Regions from separate parts of the Macaca mulatta genome. Here region 1 is linked to region 2. Evidence: chromatin contacts called from public Hi-C data. All regions are on one chromosome and are shown on one strand. The core of a region is the stretch at or near the end of the contact, and the rest is flanking DNA. Distances in the headings are between cores, read along the strand shown. Region 1 holds the start of FOXC1 (forkhead box C1). Region 2 holds the start of WRNIP1 (WRN helicase interacting protein 1).

The links. Hi-C and Micro-C count contacts between places; a contact is called where the count stands out from the background.
Region 1: a Hi-C map of liver shows a contact between it and region 2, with 3 times the contacts expected there. The contact joins the promoter of FOXC1 here to the promoter of WRNIP1 in region 2. A contact is called at or near these places in 3 of 14 Hi-C or Micro-C datasets (fetal cortex germinal zone, fetal cortical plate and liver).

Annotation. Positions count from the first base shown.
Region 1 is chr4:181,634,672-181,637,763 of T2T-MMU8v2.0, forward strand. It overlaps FOXC1 (forkhead box C1), which reads right to left and starts at 1,419. Exons shown (of 2, transcript XM_078001361.1): 1 at 1,108-1,419.
Region 2 is chr4:180,474,849-180,477,894 of T2T-MMU8v2.0, forward strand. It overlaps WRNIP1 (WRN helicase interacting protein 1), which reads right to left and starts at 1,455. Exons shown (of 7, transcript XM_001090684.5): 1 at 430-1,455. The coding sequence starts at 1,251.

The DNA of each region.
Region 1 (3,092 bases), core at 169-2,668, 1.2 Mb after region 2:
GGATTAATCCGATAGTTGCCCTCCTAGGGGCAGACCTCCACGGGAAGTTTGTGTGACGGGATAATTTAATGTCATCTCCTAACTCCCCTAGATGGGCGGTTCCCCTATTTACTCACCCAGGAGAAAGTCAGCCAACACCTGCTCTTTCCCGCCTCGGGATGGCCCACCTGTCGCCCCTTTGCAGAAAAGCCCCCGCCTCGAAGGGCGTTTCGGGGGCTCAGAGCCGAGCTAAGCTGCAAGAAGGGGCCGTAGGGAATGCGGGAAGTGAATCTTTAACTTTGGTGCCCGGCTTCAAAAGACTCAGGGCTGCCTGTGTTCAGGCAGAGGTAAATGGAGATTCAAACTGTCACCTTGCATTAACAATCCGGAATAAAAATAAAATTTGTAAAGGGATAGATGATCGGAAAGAACAAATGGTGCGTGTGTGCACGCACGAGCTCCAGTTTCTCCCCATCCAGGTCCCCAGCGGACCCAGAGCGGCCGCCGCACTCCACGGCCTGGGAGGGCAGAGGCCCCGCAGCCTCCCAACCTGGGCTCCTGTGGGGCGGAGTGGGGGGGCGGGCCGCGCAGGGCGGGCGAGTCCCCAGGTCCCAGAATCTGCCAGAGCCAGGGTGCGCGGCGCAGGGTGCGGCGGGCGCCGGCCGTCGGAGGACTGCAGGGCGAAAGCGCCTTCCTGGGGCTGGAGCGGAAGGCGTGTGCGCCTGCATGGACGCGCCTTGGCTACGGGTGTCGGAAGACAGGGCTTTGCTCCGTGAGACAGACCCACAGACAGCTCCGGAGCCGCCGGCGTGGTGAGGTGGGCTGCAACCTTGCAGGTGGCGGGCTGTTCCCGGGTCTCCGGCCCCGCGCCGCAGCGGACCCAGGCGCCCGGGCTGCCGCCAGCCTTCCTTCCGAGGGCTCCCTTGGCAGAGCCCTGCGCCCTGGGACCTTCCTTCCGAAGTCCCTCACCCGGGTCGGGGAGTAGCACCACGCGGACGCACCGCCGGGCCTGCTGCGGGTAAGGCGCGCTCGGCCCCCCGCCCCCCACTCTGAACCTTTGGGCAGCAGCCCCAGGGCCCTGGGCCGGGCCGGCGTTTGCACCTCTCAGGGCAGGGACAAGGCCGGTACCTGGCTCGGTGCCGCTGGCCTCCCCTGAGGGCCTGAGGGCCGACGCCGCCGGGAACTGCGGGTCCTCGAGAGTGGGTGGGCGCCCGGACGCGTGCACTGGTGACCCGGTGGTCTCTGCTCCCAGGCCGCCCTCCGCAGGCTCCCCGCCGCTTCCCCGCATGCGTAGGTAGAAGAAGGGACGATGTGGACGCCCGGAGGCCGCTTGGTCCACCCAGACGGGGGCTCTCAGGCTGGGGGACCAGACCCCGGCAGGTCCCGCGCGGGGGAACCCGGGGCCAGGCAGCCGTCCCGGGCGCCCGCACCGGGCACTGCGCGTGCTACGAGCGCCCCCTGCCGTCGGAGGCGTAGTCTCCGCGGCGCCTCTGCCCGCGCCGGGCCCCGAAGGCCGGCTCAGCCCATCCATCCCGCCACAGCGTCCCTTGGGAACCCGGTCTCTAGAGAAGGAGGCTTGGGGAAGACCACGCCGCCGGCGTAGGACCCCGCAGGGCCTGGCACCTGGTTTTCCTAGGCTGCAACTCTCGTCCCTCAGGGTCCAGGCGGGAATAGCCCCATCGGGGAGACCATCTCAGACTGCCAGGCACAGACCACAGATGCTTTTGTTCCTGGAGTGGAGGGAGGTGACCTGAGACTGGAGCTTTCAGCCACCACTACGCATTCCTTCCAGGCGGCCCTTTTAATTGATGTACACGTTACAGAAAAAGCAAGGCCGCTCCATCAAGTGAATTACATTGTGGGAGATGCCAAGGAATGTATTTACTGGCAGCCAGGTTTGCCAATAAAAGTTGCAAATAAAGACTGCTGGTTTCCAGGAAAATGTACTTCTGTTTTTTAAGCACTCCTTAGTCTTAATTACCAAAAACTGAGCCTCCAAAGAACCGGTTTCGAGAACAGGACCAGTGAGTGGCGGTACTGACTAGGTCTCACACTCCCACGTGCAATTACGCACCCCGAAGTCACCTATGGGAACAAGGACCATGCATCTCTATGGCTTTGCCCGCAGAGAGGCTTGTCCGTATTTACATACGCAGCAGACACAGACACAGGCTAAACGCTGGCACACAGAGAGGTATGCATTCGGATTAGCGCTGTTTAGTTTGGAAGTGAAAAAATAAGTTTGTCTTAAACTATGGCAAATAGGCGAATTTCCACAGAAATAAATGTGTGCGAGGAAAGGAGGCACTTGCTCTGTAGTGTTTAGTTATGGTTGCCCTGGTAGTTCTTTTTAGTCCAGCTGGGTTGACTATAAATGAAGGCAGCAGAGAAATGCAGAATTTACTTTTGCTAAAGGTTAGCTTTGGCTTGGGGTCACAAGGACCCCAGTGGGAATTAGAAAATCTCCCCACTCACTAGATGGAGCAGCACCTCCCCCCAACAAAAAAAAGGGGTTTGGGGCGGAGTGTGCACACTAATGAGAGGCAGATTTATTCCATGTTTCTCCAATCTTAAACACGGACACTAACAACCACAATTACAAGGACAGGTAAGATGCACTGAACACTTAGTATGCGGTCATCCTGCTGCGTGCTTTAAATACTCCTTTCGGCCGGGCGCGGTGGCTCAAGCCTGTAATCCCAGCACTTTGGGAGGCCGAGACGGGTGGATCACTAGGTCAGCAGATCGAGACCATCCTGGCTAACACGGTGAAACCCCGTCTCTACTAAAAAATACAAAAAACTAGCCGGGCGAGGTGGCGGGCGCCTGTAGTCCCAGCTACTCAGGAGGCTGAGGCAGGAGAATGGCCCGAACCCGGGAGGCGGAGCTTGCAGTGAGCTGAGATCCGGCCACTGCACTCCAGCCTGGGCCACAGAGCGAGACTCCGTCTCAAAAAAAAAATAAAAATAAAAATAAAAAAATAAATACTCCTTTCACCTAATCCTCACAAGGACGCTGACATGGATACTATGATCTATATCGTATACATGAGGAAACTGAGCTTAAAGAGAAGAAAGAGCTTGCCCCAGGTTACACAGCCCTCGCGATGGCAC
Region 2 (3,046 bases), core at 205-2,704:
TTTTTTCAAAGCTGAAACCGTTTTACGTACAAACGGAATATACACGTTTCTTTACAATTTAAACACGCTGATTCCTTGCGAATTCGGTTACTAAATCAAAGTCTGGGGAGAGGGCGGGGAGAACGATAAAGGCAGATCAAATCTAAGAGTCCATATCTTGTAAAACTATGGATTCACAGACATCGTCCTTTTGAAAACCCGGCAAGCCTGCCTTCCGAATCTGGGGGTGTGTACCCTTTTCACGCCCATCACAGACTCCACCTGTGGACCAGGCACTGCCCCAGCCCAGCCTGCGTCTGCACCCCTGGGCCCTCTTATCCAGGAGAGTCAGGCGGCTTCTCCGGGGGACAGCACACCCGGCTCTCCGACCGTCAGCTGCATCCACCGCCGAGTGAGCGACGGAAGCCCCGCGGCCAAGGCTGCACTCACCTTGCCGCAGCCCGGCGGCCCCCACAGGATAAGCGAGGGGATTTCGTTGGTCTCCAGCAGCGAGCGCAGCAGGGTATCCTGGCCCACGGCCCTGCTCTGCCCGAAGTAGTCCTGCAGCGTGTCAGGACGCATCGTGTCGGCCAGCGGCTTGCCCTGTAGCATCTGTCGGATCTCCTCGGCCGCCAGCGCCCGGGGGTGCGGGCGGCCCCCGCCACTGGCCCCAAAGGCGGTGGCGGCTTCGGCAGCGTCCGCGTCCCAGTGCCCCGGGTCGTCCTCGCCGTCCGCGTCCGCGTCAGCGTCCCCGTCGCCATCGCCCACAGCCTCCTCCTCCTCCTGCGCCTCCGCCTCGTCCCAGCTGCGCGGAGACGCGCTCCCCGCCGCGGCGGCGGCCGCCGGCCTCTTCCCCGACCCCTTCCTCCCGGGGCTGCTGGAGCGGGCCACCGGGAAGTCCGGGATGAGGCGGGCGCCGCTGGGCGTGGGCGGCGCGTCGTAGCTCTCGCGGCTCTCGGTCTCGCCGCCGTCGTCGCCCTCCTCGCCTTCGCCCTCGCTGCTCTCGGCTGCCGTCGGGGTGGCAGGCTGCTTCAGCGCCGAGCTCTCGGACAGACGCCGCCTCTTAGCGCCGGGCGGCGAGGGCCCCTTGGCCCGCTCCCCGGCGCGGTGCGACCCGGCCGCGGGTTCCGCGTGCCCCGCGGGGTGGAGCAGCAGACAGCGGTCCAGGTGCGAGTTGATGTGCGCGGCGGGCATCATCTGCTGGCACACGGGGCACTGCACCTGGTGCAGCTGCGAGAGGAAGGGGTCGTCTTCCGGCCCGCTCACCTCCATGGCGGCCGCCGCCCTCCCCGGCGCCAGGCGCTGCCGCAGCAGCCCGTGCACACGCCGAGGCCTCCGATGCCCTCCGCTAGGCCCAGCGCCGCGCGACCCTCGCTCGGGGAGCCAGCAGGACGCTCGCGGGCCGGGGGAGGGCGCCGCTCATGCCTCACGTCCGCAGCTCCCGCGTCCGCCCGCCTTCGGCCGGCCGCTGGCAGCGCCTCGCGCGGCGTGTCGGGAAGTGTAGTCCGCGGCCGTTTGCCCCGGAGGCGGCGCGCCTCGCGCGGCATGTAGGGAAGTGTAGTCCGTGGCCGTTTGGCCCAATCGCCGCCGATAATACCTCGCGTGGCACTTCGGGAAGTGTAGTCCGCGGCCATTCGCCCCAGCCGCCGTGCGTCCTTTTCCGACTCAGAACAGCCTTTGTGAGGGGTCGCGGGGCGAGCGTGGTGCGCGTGCGCGAGGTTCGCGGGGGAGGACGCCGCTGTCTCCCTGGGCCTGCGAGGCGCGCGAGGGCGGGCGGGAGCCGCGGACTGCGCGCGGTTGTTGGAGCGGCGAGTGCCGCTTTCCTGGCTTTCCTCGCCGGGCTGTGGAATGGGCCTGTGGGGACGAGCAGGAGGAGGCCGCGGCGGGTCGTTTGTAACGAAAGGGAAATGGGGGAAAAAACCCGAAAGCCCCCAATAGAAAACCAGTTTTCTATTGGACCTGAACAGCAGAAGAAATACAAACAACTACGCGGGTGAAAGAAATGCTCACCTCAGTAGTGGTCAGAGAAAAGTAAATAAAGGGTCTCTCGCCCCCTTTTAGGTTTGTTGGCCTTTTAGTCAAGGGCGGTTCACCTACAGCGCGCTGCGAGCCAAGAGATGCTTCTCGCGGGCCGCTGTGTCATGGTGGCAAATCGGAAGCACCAGCCTCTGTCTCCTTAGCAACCCAATGATGGGAGGTACCCGTGTGCAATTACGTCGTAGACAGGGATAGAAATGGAAAGAATATCAGATTAAAACAAGTGTGGTATTCTGCGTCTTTGAATGAATTACCGTGTTCTGTGATTTTATTTTCTGCTTTTCTGTGAATCTCCCGTTTTAAAACATGTATCTTAAACATGCATTTTTGGTAACTAGAGGAGGTAAATGAGGGAGAATGAAGACTTTTCTGAAATTTGGCAAAAGTGGAATTTTTATTTAATCTGGGCAAAGGCAGATTCTGTTGCCCAGGCTGGAGTGCAGGGTCGCGACCGGAGCTCACCACAGCTTTGAACTCCTGGACGCCAGGGACCCTCCCGCCTTAGCCTTTGGAGTCGTCAGGGTTATAGGCTGAGCCACCACGCCTGGCTTGATGGTTAAGAGTTTTTCTAACTAAGAAAGTTAGGCTCAAAAATAAGATGAATAGAAACGCTAGAGAAACAAGTTAAACTTTCTTTAATCGTCATATAATTTGAAATCGTACAAAAAGAGCATCTGGAGCTTTTTAAAATTATCATTATTATTATTATTTTTTTTTTTTTTTGAGACGCAATTTCCCTTTAGTTGCCCAGGCTGGAGTGCAATGGCGCGATCTCGGCTCGTTGCAACCTCCGCCTCCCGGGTTCAAGTGATTCTCCTGCCTCAGCCCCCAGAGTAGCTGGGATTACAGGCACCCGCCACCTCGCCCAACTTATTTTTTGTATTTTTAGTAGAGACTGGGTTTCTCCATGTTGGTCAGGCTGATCTCGAACTCCCGACCTCAGTTGGTCCACCCACCTTGGCCTCCCAAAGTGCTGGGATTACAGGCATGAGTCACCGCACCGGGCCATGAGTTTTTATTTTTATTTGTC